3 separate regions of the Mus musculus genome follow, and all the other regions are linked to region 1. The links are chromatin contacts, called in public promoter capture Hi-C maps. All regions are on one chromosome and are shown on one strand. The core of a region is the stretch at or near the end of the contact, and the rest is flanking DNA. Distances in the headings are between cores, read along the strand shown. Region 1 holds the start of Kyat3 (kynurenine aminotransferase 3). Region 2 overlaps Pdlim5 (PDZ and LIM domain 5). Region 3 overlaps Pdlim5 (PDZ and LIM domain 5).

Evidence for each region. Promoter capture Hi-C pulls out the DNA fragments that hold promoters and counts their contacts.
Region 2: a promoter capture Hi-C map of liver shows a contact between it and region 1, with 2.5 times the contacts expected there. The contact joins the enhancer-like site here to the promoter of Kyat3 in region 1. A contact is called at or near these places in 4 of 39 promoter capture datasets (the C10 cell line, liver and pre-B cells), 5 of 484 Hi-C or Micro-C datasets (bone marrow-derived macrophages, cardiomyocytes, myocytes and 2 more), 1 of 115 datasets of contacts at active chromatin or transcription factors (large pre-B cells) and 1 of 9 other capture datasets (macrophages).
Region 3: a promoter capture Hi-C map of liver shows a contact between it and region 1, with 2.0 times the contacts expected there. The contact joins the enhancer-like site here to the promoter of Kyat3 in region 1. A contact is called at or near these places in 1 of 39 promoter capture datasets (liver), 1 of 484 Hi-C or Micro-C datasets (liver), 3 of 115 datasets of contacts at active chromatin or transcription factors (bone marrow-derived macrophages, effector CD8 T cells and pancreatic cancer cells) and 2 of 9 other capture datasets (liver and macrophages).

What each region holds. Positions count from the first base shown.
Region 1 is chr3:142,698,630-142,703,185 of GRCm38.p6, reverse strand. Kyat3 (kynurenine aminotransferase 3) reads right to left here and starts at 2,138. Exons shown (of 14, transcript NM_001293560.1): 1 at 2,011-2,138.
Region 2 is chr3:142,274,586-142,279,141 of GRCm38.p6, reverse strand. Pdlim5 (PDZ and LIM domain 5) reads left to right here. Exons shown (of 13, transcript NM_019808.3): 8 at 1,141-1,325. Among named protein-coding and RNA genes, the nearest start is that of Bmpr1b, 110 kb to the right of the region's middle. Within about 2 kb of position 2,386, at least 6 of the 459 cell types and tissues checked have an H3K27ac peak or open chromatin away from gene starts, as enhancers often do. A contact at or near this core is called in liver, where this site is marked.
Region 3 is chr3:142,347,120-142,351,675 of GRCm38.p6, reverse strand. The region is part of intron 3 of Pdlim5 (PDZ and LIM domain 5); the gene reads left to right. Among named protein-coding and RNA genes, the nearest start is that of Pdlim5, 46 kb to the left of the region's middle. Within about 2 kb of position 2,720, at least 45 of the 459 cell types and tissues checked have an H3K27ac peak or open chromatin away from gene starts, as enhancers often do. A contact at or near this core is called in liver and pancreatic cancer cells, where this site is marked.

The DNA of each region.
Region 1 (4,556 bases), core at 889-3,388:
TAGCTGTCTTCAGACACACCAGAAGAGGGCATCAGATCTCATTATGGGTGGTTGTGAGCTACCATGTGGTTGCTGGGATTTGAACTCAGGACCTCTGGAAGAGCAGTCAGTGCTCTTAATCACTGAGCCATTTCTCCAGCCCTGTTTTTTTTCAAGACAGGGTTTCTCTGTATAGCACTGGCTGTCCTTGAACTCAGAAATCTGCCAGCCTCTGCCTCTCAAGTGCTGGGATTAAAGATGTGTGCCACCATTGACAGACCTCATTTATTTATTTTTGAGACAGGTCTTATGTAGACCAGGCTATCCTCAAGGCAAGGGTGACCTTGAACTCCTGATCCTCTGGCTTTCACCCCCCAAATGGGATTACTAGCCTCATTACATCTGCATGGCTTTTGACTTTTAAATGTGTTTTTTGCTAGAACGCTGTACATTGATATTCATGGATAAACTAAACTGATATATACATTCAAATGTCATGAAATTAGAAGAAAAAAAAAAGTTGTTGGCTTTTGGTTTCTCCTTAAGCTCAAGGGTCTGTGAAGAAAACCAGAGATATGTGAGTCAGGGTGACCCAGGCAATCTAATCATGGCATAGGGTATATCAAATATGAAACCCATGTTAGATACACACGGATCAACAGAAAACTAAAACTACCATTTTATCATCTCTAGGGTGGACTGATTCAGAACTGGAAGACCGTGGGCAACCTAGAGGTTAAAAGTTGAAGGAAAAACGCAAATCTCAAAGGTAGGCAAAGCATTCACAACTCAGTTTAAACATGGTTAAAGTTTAGTGCTCTGAATTTACCACTCAAACTACCAAGTTACAAATCTGACCCATAGGAGGTATACAGACATAAAGAATAGTTGTGTTAGCAATCTGAAAACGTCAGGAACCTTCAGGTTACCTAAAAGCTCAAGAAAGATTTATCAGAGACAGCCTCTTGATAAATAACACTGCTCCCTTTATTTTCACCACATGCCATACCTGTTAGCCGGGTTCTAGAGTGTTTATAAAGTTCGCTAATTGCAACAGAGCGAGGTGAACAGGGTTCTAGCTTTCAAAGTACAGAGGCATTCAAGGCCATATGAAGAGGTGAAGCATGAATAAAAAACACAGTCAAGTTTATCAGCATAAGTGTTAAGAGGCATTATCAGCATAAGAGTTAAGAGGCACCATTCAAAACGGGCTTTAAGGCCGCGTGAAAGTGAGATTCTCTCACAAGGGAAGCGGTATGGTCACCTGATGCCGAAATTAGGGTACCGCACACAGGCAAAAGTTGAACAGATTTACAGGCTGGCTGGCTGCAGCCCTGAGCAAGCTTCCCGTGTGCCACCTACCTACCCAGCAGCCCATAGGTGGAACACTGAATGGAGGTGCTTAGGGGCGAGCGGCTCAGATCTACAAGAATGCTTGACCTTCAGACACCACCAATTAAGACTGCTTTTGTCTTTTGCAAAGCTCCGAAAAGATAATCTCAAGCTTCTGGTTTAACTGCTTTTCCAACCCTGAACTTTCGCCTTATCTGGGCTAGGGAGGTAGCTCAGTTAGTAGGGATGAAGCTCTGGGTTCCAACCTAGGCACCGAATAAAACCAGCAGCGGTGGCGCACACCTCTAATCTTAGCACTGGGTGTGTGGGTCGGGTGTGTGGGAGTGGAGATAGGAGGATTAAAAAGTTCCTTTGCCACAAAACTACTTCCAGAAGAAGAGACTGTCTCAAGAAACAAACACAAACATCTTTCACGGATGAACTGAAGTCAGTATTGCCCTTGCAAAGGTGCGTTCTAAACACCCAGACTACACAATCAAGAGTAAAAGGGACAAGGGTGGACTTTTCTCCAAAGAAAAGCCTGTCAACCCCAAGATAAATCCCACAGTCTCCGCTGTGGTCCGACCATGTGCCTAGTACGGGCGCTTCTCCTGCCCGCCGACCTCCCTTTGGCTCCCGGCTCCGCAAACTCTGTATGCCCCGGGCCGAGTCACCGCTCACTACGTCCCGCCCGCTTACATCGTTCTCCTGGTTCCAATGCGTCCCTGGCCTTAGTCCGGAGGTCGCTAGGTGTCGCCGGGGTTCCTGGCGGAATGCACTCGGGGATCCAGAAGCAGAGTGCAGCAGGAACCCTCCTGATTGTAGAGGAGGCGGGGTGGAGGCGGTTCGTGGCTCTGACCAGGGATTGGCTCCGGTATCAGGGCTAAGGCTACAGATTGGTTACGGATTTCTCCAATCGTGGCGCGCCCTGTGAGAGTGCACAAGAAGCTCCCAGGCTAGGGGACAGGGCGTGGCCTTGGCTGAGTATCCAGGAAAAAGTGGAAGTGTGCGACTGTTTGGAGCAGAACTGTTTTTAAATCTCCGCTGCGTGGATTCGAAGCAGGTTCTAGGAGAAAGACTTGAAAATGCTTGAGAGGCCGGCCTGTGTAGTTGTCTATGTGTTCCCTCTGATGGGGAGAGAGGAGGGAGAGGGAATCTTTCCTTCGGAACTGTAAAGTGATGCAGGACCTAAAAGGCGGAGGAAGTGACACTGAAGCGGGAGGACAAGCTGTTAAGAGCACAGCTTGGGGGTTAGATTTTCTTCCTCTTGCGTTTAAAGGAGTCGAGGTGTTGTAGTTCACGAGAGCGGCTGAACGCTGTACTCACGCCTGTAGGAAGGAACAAAAGCGGATTTGGTTGGATGCACTGACCTTGCCACAGTGAGCCAAGCGCTTCTGTATTTTGTTACGAACATTAAAGGTGCTCATTGTAAGCAAGGGCACAGGCAGGCTGCTGAACTGACCGACCCATGGTGGGAAGAAGATGTTTACCTAAGATATAGGAGAGAGAGAATAACTAGAGGATTTGGGGAAAGTCCAAAGCAGTTATGGGAAGAGAGCAGAGAGGCAGACTGGCAAGGGCTGTCTCTCCAGAGCAGAGGGAATAGCAGGAAAAACCTTGCGAGTTATAAAGAAAAACCGGTGGCTGCAGCTTCAGGTGTGTGTGTGTGTGTGTGTGTGTGTGTGTGTGTGTGTGTGTGTGTTTGTCCTGTGAATTGGAACAGCCTGGAAGTTTAGAATAGAAGGGGAGGAGGGCTTGAGAGCTCTGTGGCTTTGGTAGGCACTTTGTATCTTAATAGGCAAGTGGATTTTCCTGGCAGACAGAAGGTTTCAGAGGTCCTTAAGGATGAGGGTGAACTTTTGTCTCTCCCTGAAATTCTACAGTGGAGCTTGAGGTGAGGCAAGCCTTCATTTTGAACCCAGTCAGCGGGTCTGTCCATATTCGGGATTCTTGGAGTTTTCCCCTTTGGACCTAAAACTCATGACGATCTGGAATGGCTTTATCTGCAGTCGGTGTTCTGTTGATATTGCTGAGGTTGAATTGGGGAACATCGCAGTTCGTTCTCAAGGTTTTTGAGGCTAAGTGGCTGCTCGGTGTCCCTTTCCTTTCTCTCTCTTCTCCTTTTCACATACAACCATTACAGTAAGCTGCTAGTTTCTTATTTCAAAACACAGGGTATGTTTCATGACCACTGTGTTCCTAGTTTCTGATATAATTACACTGCCCACATGGTGGACTGCTGCCTTTACCGTTTCTTTGACTTGTGGTTTCCTTGCTCATTAGAATGTCAATTTGCTGGCTGCAGCCATCTTGGAGCAAAACATGGAATCTACAAGTTGAGTTTACTGTTCTTTGTTTGTCCTTTTGTTTTCAAGATAGGATCTCACTGTGCACCCTTGACTGTTTTAGCTACTTAGCCCATTGTCCCCCAAATTCAGACACCCTTCTGCTTCAGCCTCTAGAATGCCAAGAGATACAGACATGCAGATGCTTGCTCAGCTTGTGAGTTGTAAATTAGTGCTTCCCAGCTAGGCAATAATAGTGATGTTGGCATTAATTTAAATGTTTCAGAAGCCTTAGCAGAAAGTGTGCATTTACCCTCAAAAAGATTGCAAAGGTTTCTCTGTCTCTTTCTGTCTCCATCCACATATATTCTCTGGGTTGAATGCAGTTCAGCTGCTAGCACTTGCAATTTAAACTAGTCAAATCATCTTCGAACTGTTGTCTTAAATTTACATATTATTATAGTAGGGAAAGTGATTGAAGATATGAGGTGTATATGTAGATGATAATCATCAAAACTGCCCTTGGGAAAAGTTCAACAGTAGTCTTCTAGATGTGGGTTCACTGCACATCTCCCAGCTAACATCAGAAATCACGAAAACACGCAAGCTTCTGCTGGGTGAGAACCTGGTGTGAACACAGGCAAGCCTCTGCTGGGTGAGAACCTGATGTGAACACAGGCAAGCCTCTGCTGGGTGGGAACTCAGAGTGAACACAGGCAAGCTTCTGCTGGGTGGGAACTCAGTGTGAACACAGGCAAGCCTCTGCTGGGTGAGAACCTGGTGTGAACACAGGCAAGCCTCTGCTGGGTGGGAACTGCCCAGCTGAGGAGGTGTTGGTCTCCTTCTCTCTGTGACTTTGCCGCTGGAACTCCTGGTCCACATCCATAAAGGTGCATGCAAACTTTCAAGGGATGCTAACAGGCTGAAGAGTCTCATCTCCAGGGATTGTCCATGAAGACT
Region 2 (4,556 bases), core at 1,137-3,636, 420 kb after region 1:
ACATTTGGAAGATATCCTGGAAGTCAATTTTAATTCCTTCAGATGATTAAATGGCAATGATTTGGACTTTAGAGTTATGATTATGTAGCTCATTATTTTGTGAAATATACATGAGTAATTTAATCTCAGAATAAGAAGTTCCTCATATTGTGACTTAAAACTAATTTATTTGTAATGGGTAAATATATTGATATAGATATTTTATTATTTCAGTATGTTTATTAGCCTTTCATATGTTAAGCTCACATTCTATACCCTAAATAGACTAAGCATCTTCTATTTAATTATTCTGCTTAAACTATGTGGGGTTTTTATCACCAAAGTATTAATGACCTTATTTAAAGTTTAGATAATAGGCTCTAGAAGCAAAATAACTGCCTGTTGGAATTGAGAAAAGATAATGGTAGCTGAATCTCTTCTTTCCTGGTGTTTTGAAACCTAAAACACTGGACATTCTACAAGGCAGGAGATATTGTCTCTTTGTTACACTGTCTGCTATATGTGATGTCTAAATACTACAGAACGGGCGAGTGACAGTGGAAAATGGTGACTGGCAAGGTGTCAGGAAAACAGTTTGTGATGTACTATAATATATAAAAAGAACAACATTGATGCTATTTCATACAGGTTATTACGGATACTCCAGCAACTAATGTCCTTGATCTGATGATTCTTTTGAAATGTTAACGAGGGATGGAGAGGGGAAATTCAATGTGAGGATTGGTTACATAACATATTGTAGACTATTTGAAAATAACTTCCATCATACAGAAAAAAAAGTTAACTGCTTTTTCTTCTTAACAAAGGGAAGTCCCTCATGATTTCAGAATTATTTGTGTATTACTTCCCTGTAAGGAAGCAGACTTCCTTATAATTGTTATAATTATAATTGTTTTGCTGATTTCCTTCTTTGCACTTCTCTAACTCAGCACCTCTCCTCTCCTCGCCAGTGTTCCACTTCCGACTTAAAGTCACATGAGTTCTATTCTCCCAACCCACTCTCAGAGTTTTCTTTTTTAAAAAATAAAAGTCCACCGGTGTCTTGTTTTCCTTAAAGCTTTAATGGATTTGGAGAAGCAAGGCTCATGGCTGAACTAGATTGATCCCCCTCACCACAGCTGTTCCCTTCCTTCCTTACAGTAGCACCCAGGAGCCTTCTCAGCAACCGGCGTCATCTGGAGCTTCACCTCTGAGCGCGTCTGAGGGCCCCGAGAGCCCAGGTTCCAGCAGGCCCTCGGTGGCTGGCCTCCGCTCCGCTGCTGCTTTCAAGCCTGTAGGATCCACCAGCGTCAAGTCACCTAGCTGGCAGCGTCCAAACCAAGCAGGTATTCCAAAGAAGTCCCGCACTCTTGGCTTTTCTAGAACGGAAGTTTGAAATGTGTTCTAGCAGGTACAACAGTACTTTGCTAGTGAAAACCATTCTCAACTATTTAAGATTTAGGACCAACTATAAAGAATCTCAGCAGCTGCTTTGCTCTTCCGAATGTCTCAGCAGCATCCTGTGTGCCTCATACGTGCCCTTTGCTTGTTCTGGAGACGTAGAAATCAAGAGGGGAAAGAGCACACGGTACTGGAAAGGAGGTATTTAAATACTGACACATAGCACTTCAGGCTCAGTGAAGAAAGCTGAATTCTCAGTCACCTCTCAAGATAAGAACTTCAGATACAAATATTCATCCCTCTGACCCTCCATCTTCTGATATATAAAAGTCAGGAATTCTAAACTATCTACTGTTTCTCCAACGTAAGCAGTGTCTATGGGTAAACGACAGAAATAGCCATGCGAGGAGCAGGGAGGTAGTTTAGTTGGTCAATTCCTAACACATTAGCCAGAAGGTCTGAGGTCAGTCCCCAGAACTCATGTAAAAAAGCCTGCATAGCCACCTGTATGTGCTTGTAATCCAATCACAGGGGGACAGAGACAGGGAATCCCTAGTGCTCCACAGCCGCCAACCTGCCTACTCAGCAAGTCCCAGGCCAGTGGGAGACCCTGGCTCAGAACTGCACAGATAGCACCTGGGAATCAACCACAAGTTGGCCTTGGGCTTTCACAGAACATGTACACACACACACACACACACACACACACACACACACACACACACACACACTACGTCTGTTAAAATGATGGGACTATACCTTGGGACTTTCCAACCCCAAGTTCAGCTTTTCCCTTCTCCTGGGTACTGTGTCATTAAGTTCCTTACAGTACCTAACTATTGATTATGTGCTATCTTGTCTGATGATCTCCAGTATCCTCAAGGCCTTTGAAATGCTTGCTGTGTCCTGGTAACATTTCAAATGCAGTGTGCCTGAAAATGTGATTTCCTGCCCTGGGGAATGGTGTATGCCCTCTGATCAGCAGCAGATTGTGAACTTTAGACTAGACTCCTCATTCTCACAGTATCCAATACCAGCAGGCGCTCCGATACAGTATGTATCACGCCTGTTCTCTCCTTTGCCCCATTGCTTTGGCTCAGGCCCTCATCAGTGACTTGTTGCTTATTTTATGTCACAGTGATGTTTGTACATGCTGTTGGTTCTGTGGAGAAGCTCCAAGAACATGGAAGGTTGACTCAGGCTCACTTGCAGAGGCACAAATCCCTTATTGAAAAGGACATAATATTTGTATTCCCTGATGGTTGAGAGATGTTGAATACCTTATTAGCCATTTGTATTTCTTCTCATGAGAACCCTGATCCGTTCCATAGCACATTTGGGGGTTAGGTCTTTTGTTTTCTTGACGTTCACTTTTTGAATTGTCTACTCTAGATATGAGCTCTCTTGTTAGATGCATCCTGGTAAAAGGTTTGTTTTTGTTTTGTTTTTTAGTTCTGTAGGGACCTCTTTTTTGATCGACCATTTTCTTTATTGTGCAAACCCATTTTAAGATCCTAGGGTCATGCTTGTCATTCGTTTGCCTTCTTTTCTAAATAGCCAGAATCCTATTCAGAAAGTCTTTACCTATGCCTGTCTTTAGTGTACTCCCTACTCTTCCAGTTAACCAAGAGCAGTATCCACAGTTTCATGCACAAGACTAACCCTAGACTGGGCCCATCACTATTCCATACTGGTTTCGAAAGAGGCTCAGGAAGCCCCACTGGGAAGCTGTTCAGCAGGCCACCACGGATGGGCATACTAAGGAAGTGGACCAAAATCCAGTGGCTAGTCCTCCATCCGTGCTTATGCGACAATTCTTACACTCAGCGGGTCTCCAAAGCGTGTGCACATCCTCTGCTTACTTTAAACTGTCCAGAGGTCATCTACCCACTCAATGTAGTGTAAGGGCTATGCTTACATTACATACTGCTGTGCTGCATTGTTTAGGAGATATGATGTGACATAGAAGTCTGTAGATGGCTAGTACTTCTTTTCCCCCTCAGATACTTTTTATCCAATATAGAAACTTCAGAATGGAGGGCTGACTGTATCTGTGTTTTCAGGGAAAGAAGATAGGCCATTATATATAATATAGAGATCTTTACAAGAATTAGAGGGCTAAATTATTTCTAGAAGCAAAGTGTTCAGACTAGCCTCTGACACTTGTGGGTCATTGCCATAGCACGACCGATTTCTTTGGGAGGAAGATAGTGATAAAGCATAGCAGTATAGAGCTATTTCCATCCACTTCAAGCCCGTATATTGTGACAGGGACTCGCTGTAGTTATCTTGCATGTGTTTTTAGTACCAAAATAACTAAGAAAAAAAAATGGCTTTGATGTAATTGGAATGTGACAGGACAGTGTCTTATAAGATACAAAGTGCTTAATTTCTAAGTCAAAGCTGAAATCCGGACAGAAAATGTAGCTGATGATTAGATAATTCAAAAACTCATAATAAAATATTCTTTTCTTTGTAAAATAATTCCTGGGAAAAACATTACATTAAAACCACCACAAGAGGGTGGTAGAGTCCTTTCTTCTCTGATTCTTAAGAGAATAATCAAATCAGACAAGCAGCAACTGTAGTCATGAGCCTTATGCCTAGCATTTAAAACATGATATGTTTGTAGAAACTATAGGTAATTTAATATGAGAAATATTATAACCTAGTAGCATACATATCATAAAACAGTATTGTCAAACAAAATTTTTTTCTATTGTGAAATTGTAATTCAATTACATCATGACACTTCACTCAAAATCAAAAATACATTTGAGACAATGCTATCACTTTAGTCTGGGAACCTAAAAATATGTATTTAATACTTTCTTACTAGACAGATTCTAATAGTTTATATTACTTTGTAGAATTTAAAAATAAAACTTAATTTCCAGGCTCTCATGTTTCTATCATACAGTACCTAGAAGTATGTCATTTAAAAGAGCAAAATGACACTCCTTTAGAACATAGTATTAGTATTTGACATTTCTAAGAGATTCCTGATGAAGATGTGAAAGTCCTTTGGAACTAGGGCATGGTTGGTGGTTCTTGATAGTTTCATAGTTCACCTGTGAAAGCAGCGGTGCAGGTCAAAGGGCAGCAGAACCTGACAGCACAAGTCACTGGGCCATGATGACTCACATGGAAAAAAGCCAGGGACATGGCTGCTGCCC
Region 3 (4,556 bases), core at 1,471-3,970, 350 kb after region 1:
TTGAAAAACCAAAATAAATACATAAAAATAAAAATAAAAAAAAGAAATAATAGTATTTTTGTTTTTGGAGAATTTCATACATGTGTTCTTGGTTTTATCATATATGAAAGATACCATACCTTACCCTTCCCCCAAGTCCCCTAAGAACCCATATTTTCCTGTAAACTGTCATGCAAATTGTCACTCTCAAAGGAATAAAATACAGAGTATCTTGTAAGTACATTTGATAGTAGCAACTTTCCTTTCAAGTTCTCTCCTGAGACCAGTGCTTTATGGAGAGCACTTTGGATGCCTCTCTCCTCCTTGCTGCTGATGTTCCAGGGACTAGTCTTAAAACATTAAGGCAGGGCAGAATACATTTGCTTGCTTAGATGAGGATCAGTGTAAAACTGAGTAGGAGAAAGCTTTAAAATTTATTTGTGGATGTATAGTATGTAGTATTATGATTATCTAACCAATTGAATCTTTCCATTTTTGTAAGTTGAAAAGTTTTCTTCCAGTGGGACCACAGAATCAGCAGTTATACATATTTAAATTTTTGATAGCTATACATTTTAATGCATGGAAAGGCAACCAGTGAAAAAGAAAACCGGTCTATTGCTAATGTTTCCATGGTGCCTGTCTATCTATACAGGCATACAACGTAAACATTGTTACTGATTAAATGAAGATGTTTAGTTTTATTTATAGGTGTTTTTGCCAAGTTTGACTTTGAAAGGCAACAAGTACTTAAGAAGCTTGCCTGAGATAATTAAGAATATAAAACAAACACATGATAATAGCTGTTTCACACAGCCTAAAACTGACTCCATATAGTTTTATATGCTCCTTCCTGGACTGTGATTATTTCTAACATAACTACCTTCTTGTTTGCACATTGTCCTCTTTATTTTATAATCCAGACGCTATAGTCCTCATTTTTACAAACCAGTACTCAGCATCTTACTTTCTTTTGAAAACCCTGAGTCTCATAAGAGTAGATGAAAACCAGATGTTACCCTTTCTGGATGCATTGCCAACTCCAGCAGTCTGCTACTCACTCCAATAAAGCTACTGAAGAACAGAATCTAACTTACGAAGCCAACTCAATATTATAAACATCTCGGAATTCTGTTGAATCTTATCTTTCTTTTTCCAACATTGATGTTTAGGAACCCAGAATATGAAAGAGTTTTAGAATTCTGTTGTAATCAACTGTAATTCCCTTCACGTTTCTAAAGATGTCTTGCATTGGATAATAAGTGCCCTTTGTGGTACTATGTGTAAATTTGAGGTTTTGTGTGTGTGTGTGTGTGTGTGTGTAAGTTAGAGTCCACCTAAGATGTTATTTTCATTGGCTTGTTCCTCACCTGTTAGACCAAGCTGTCCTGTCAGGGAGCCCTAGGAACTGAGCTGCCACTTTCTACCAATTTCTGTGACTATAAATCACTCCTGTTTTGTTTTGTTTGTTGTTTTTTGTTGTTGTTGTTTTTCTTCTAGAGTTCTGAGAGTCTAACAGGTCCTTTGGTTGGGTGTTAATAACTTTCCTCACAAAACTATCTCCAGCCCTAGTATGTATGGATATTTTTTAGTTTATGGCATAACATTGACGACACTACTGAAAAGCACTTTTGCTTTTTAAAGAGAAAAATGCTACACTGGAGAATTGATTCTTCTACAGACTCGTCTTCTTCAGTTCTTCCCCTTGTATCACAACAAACAGTCTGAACTTGAGTAGTGTAATTGATTGTGTTTTCTTGCTTCTCACCAATCAGACTGTTCTTAACTCTCCTCCTAGGTTGAATTACCCACAACAGCACTTTTCCTATGGAATCATTTTCTTATAAACAGTCTTCTTTGTGAATATGGGATATTCTATGTAGATTTGCCTTAGTCCTATTTTCCTAGAACCAGAATGTGAGAATACGTGGTATTCTTCTGTAAGTACTTATTAAAGGTCTTTATTTTAATGTTACTTACAAGACTGAATGAAGCAGTATTAGGAAGGGGGGGGTGAGCTTGTGCAAAGATGTGATTTCATGGGGATAGCAATCTTCTTGGATCTAGCTGGAAACTTGGGAAAAAATGGCTGCTCAGCATTGTTCTTGCGTTGAGCCCGGGAACTGGACTTGCTTCCCTGTTGTGCTTGTGTAGCCCTTGGTGACTAGCTATCTTGGAGGGACTGGGAGAGGAGAAGAGAGCGTGATTAGGACTTAGTTTCTGTTGGTTCTGGCCTGGACTTTGAGCAGCCATTCAGAGAACCCCAGGGGTTGGGTTGCTGGGGTCCAGGCCTGGCAGCAGCCTATTGTGAGATTTTTGCCCACACCTGAGGCCTCTACTTAGAAGGTTGTGCTCTAGATCTCCTGGGCTGTCCTGGTCTCTCAGCTTACCCTTACTCATCACTCATGCCCTTCATTCTGTTGGACTGAGGTTTCTCACTTGTCTCTGTGCTGCCTCATCAGATTCCTTTTGTCTGTTTGCTGCCAGTGCACGCTACAGGACACTCTTGGAGCCTCATCTCCCGCTGTCCTAGTTTGCTTTTCTGTTGCTGTGACAAAACATTGACCTAAAACAAATTGGGAGAGGGAAGGCTGACAGGTTAGTCTGTCACTGAGGGAAGTCAGGACAGAGACTCAAGGCCTCCCTCAACCAAGAAACAAAAAACCCAGGAGGAATGCTGCTCTGGACTTTATCCCTAAAGCTCTCTTAGTTTGCTTTCTTATGCAAACAGAGCCACCTGCCAGGGTAGCACTGCCCACAATTGCTGGGTCCTCCCACTTCAATCATTAATCAGGCCCTCTGATGGAGGCTGACTTACTGTTTTATTAACCATGACAACTCTTATAAAGGAAAACATTTGATTGAGGCTGACTTCCAATTCAGAGGTTTATTCCATTATCATCATGGAAGGAAGCATGGCAGCACACAGGCAGGCATGATGCCCAAGAAGGAGCTGAGAGTTCTACATCTGAATCAGCAAGCAGCAGGAAGAGAGTGACTGACCTTGGGCCTGGCTTGAACATTTGAAATCTCAAAACCCACCCCCAGTGACATACTTCCTCAAACAAGGCCACACTTATCCCAAATAGTGCCTCTCCTTAAGAGATTATGGGGGCCAGTTTCATTCAGACCACCCCAGAGGCAGTTCCTTAGCTGAAATTTTCCTCTTTCCAGTTTGTGTCAAGTTTTCAAAACACTATGTTACACAGTTTGTCCTTAGGTTCTTTCTCTTGCTGCACGTTATTCACTTTCCCTCTCTGAACTTGAAGGAGACAGTATATGATACTCATTGCAGCACTTAATTACATGCTAGGTATAATGTAAAATATCCAGGCTAATTTCATGAGTCACTTACAAATATACCTAATTAGTTAATAATCACACCTAGTGCTGCCTGTTATTAAGATAATTATCTCATGTATTTTAGTATTCTTTCTTTGCCTAGGCGTGGTCCTCAGCCTTCCTATGCTGCGATCCTTTAATACAGTTCCTCATGCTGTGGTGACTCCCCGACCATAAAATTATTTTGTTGTTACTTCCTAACTGTTACTTTGCTATTATTATGAACTGTAATGCAAATATCTGATATGCAGCCCCTAAAGGGGTTGTAACCTACATTCTAAGAACCACTGACCTAGGCTTTGTGAAAGCAAGACCAAGCTTTCGGTACTATTTGCATTTCATAGAATCTGTTGTATAGTTTTATGTTTTTAATATGCAGAGTAATCATTTGGTATGTCAACAGTACTTACCGAATTTAGAATTTGTATTTCAGAAATATTTATTGAACTTTGCTGTGAGACAAGCATTGTTTCTATGCTGAAAACAAAACAGTGAACAGAGCAGACCAAACCCATCTCCTCCCTCACATTTCTGTCAGTGGGTAGACAGACAGAAACTGAGTGTAGATGTGTTGATGGCAGTAAGTGCCACCAGAGAAAAGAAAGCATTTAGGGGACACAGGAAGTGCAGATGCCAGTATCGTTATTCTACAGCAGAGGTAAGGAACGCTTTATCAGCTTCCTGGGCACTTGAGCAGAGGGACAAGAGCTTCTGAAGCAGGGTGGTCCAAGGCAGAGTCAGAGCGCATAGAGGGGCAGAGGTGGATAGCACCTGTAGGGCTTTGGGGGTCATTATGAGTTTGCTAATGTAATTTAAATTTCCTTATCCTGTAGGGGAAAAGAAACCTTTGGAAAGTTATATTGCTAGAACAGAGTGTGGGCGATCAATGGCTTTCTTATTAGAAAGAGAGCCTAGTAAAATAAGGATGGACCATGCCTCTCTGTTTAGCCGTGTCCAAGTTCCAAGTGTGTGTGTGTGTGTGTGTGTGTGAGAAGTATCTAAGAGAGAGATCACAATAAAAATGCAATTTTTGCCATAAATAATTATAAATCCACTAATTTTTAAAGTGTATTTTTAAAATGTAATTTCATTATAAAATTCAAACTCAATTATATAATAAAATTTAGAAAAATAAGATAAGGTTTTTTGTTTGGTAAGATTGTTCTGCGGCTGTTAATCCATATCTTGTCTCGTTTTGCAACACATAGTAAGTAACACATTAGTTTTACTTCTCT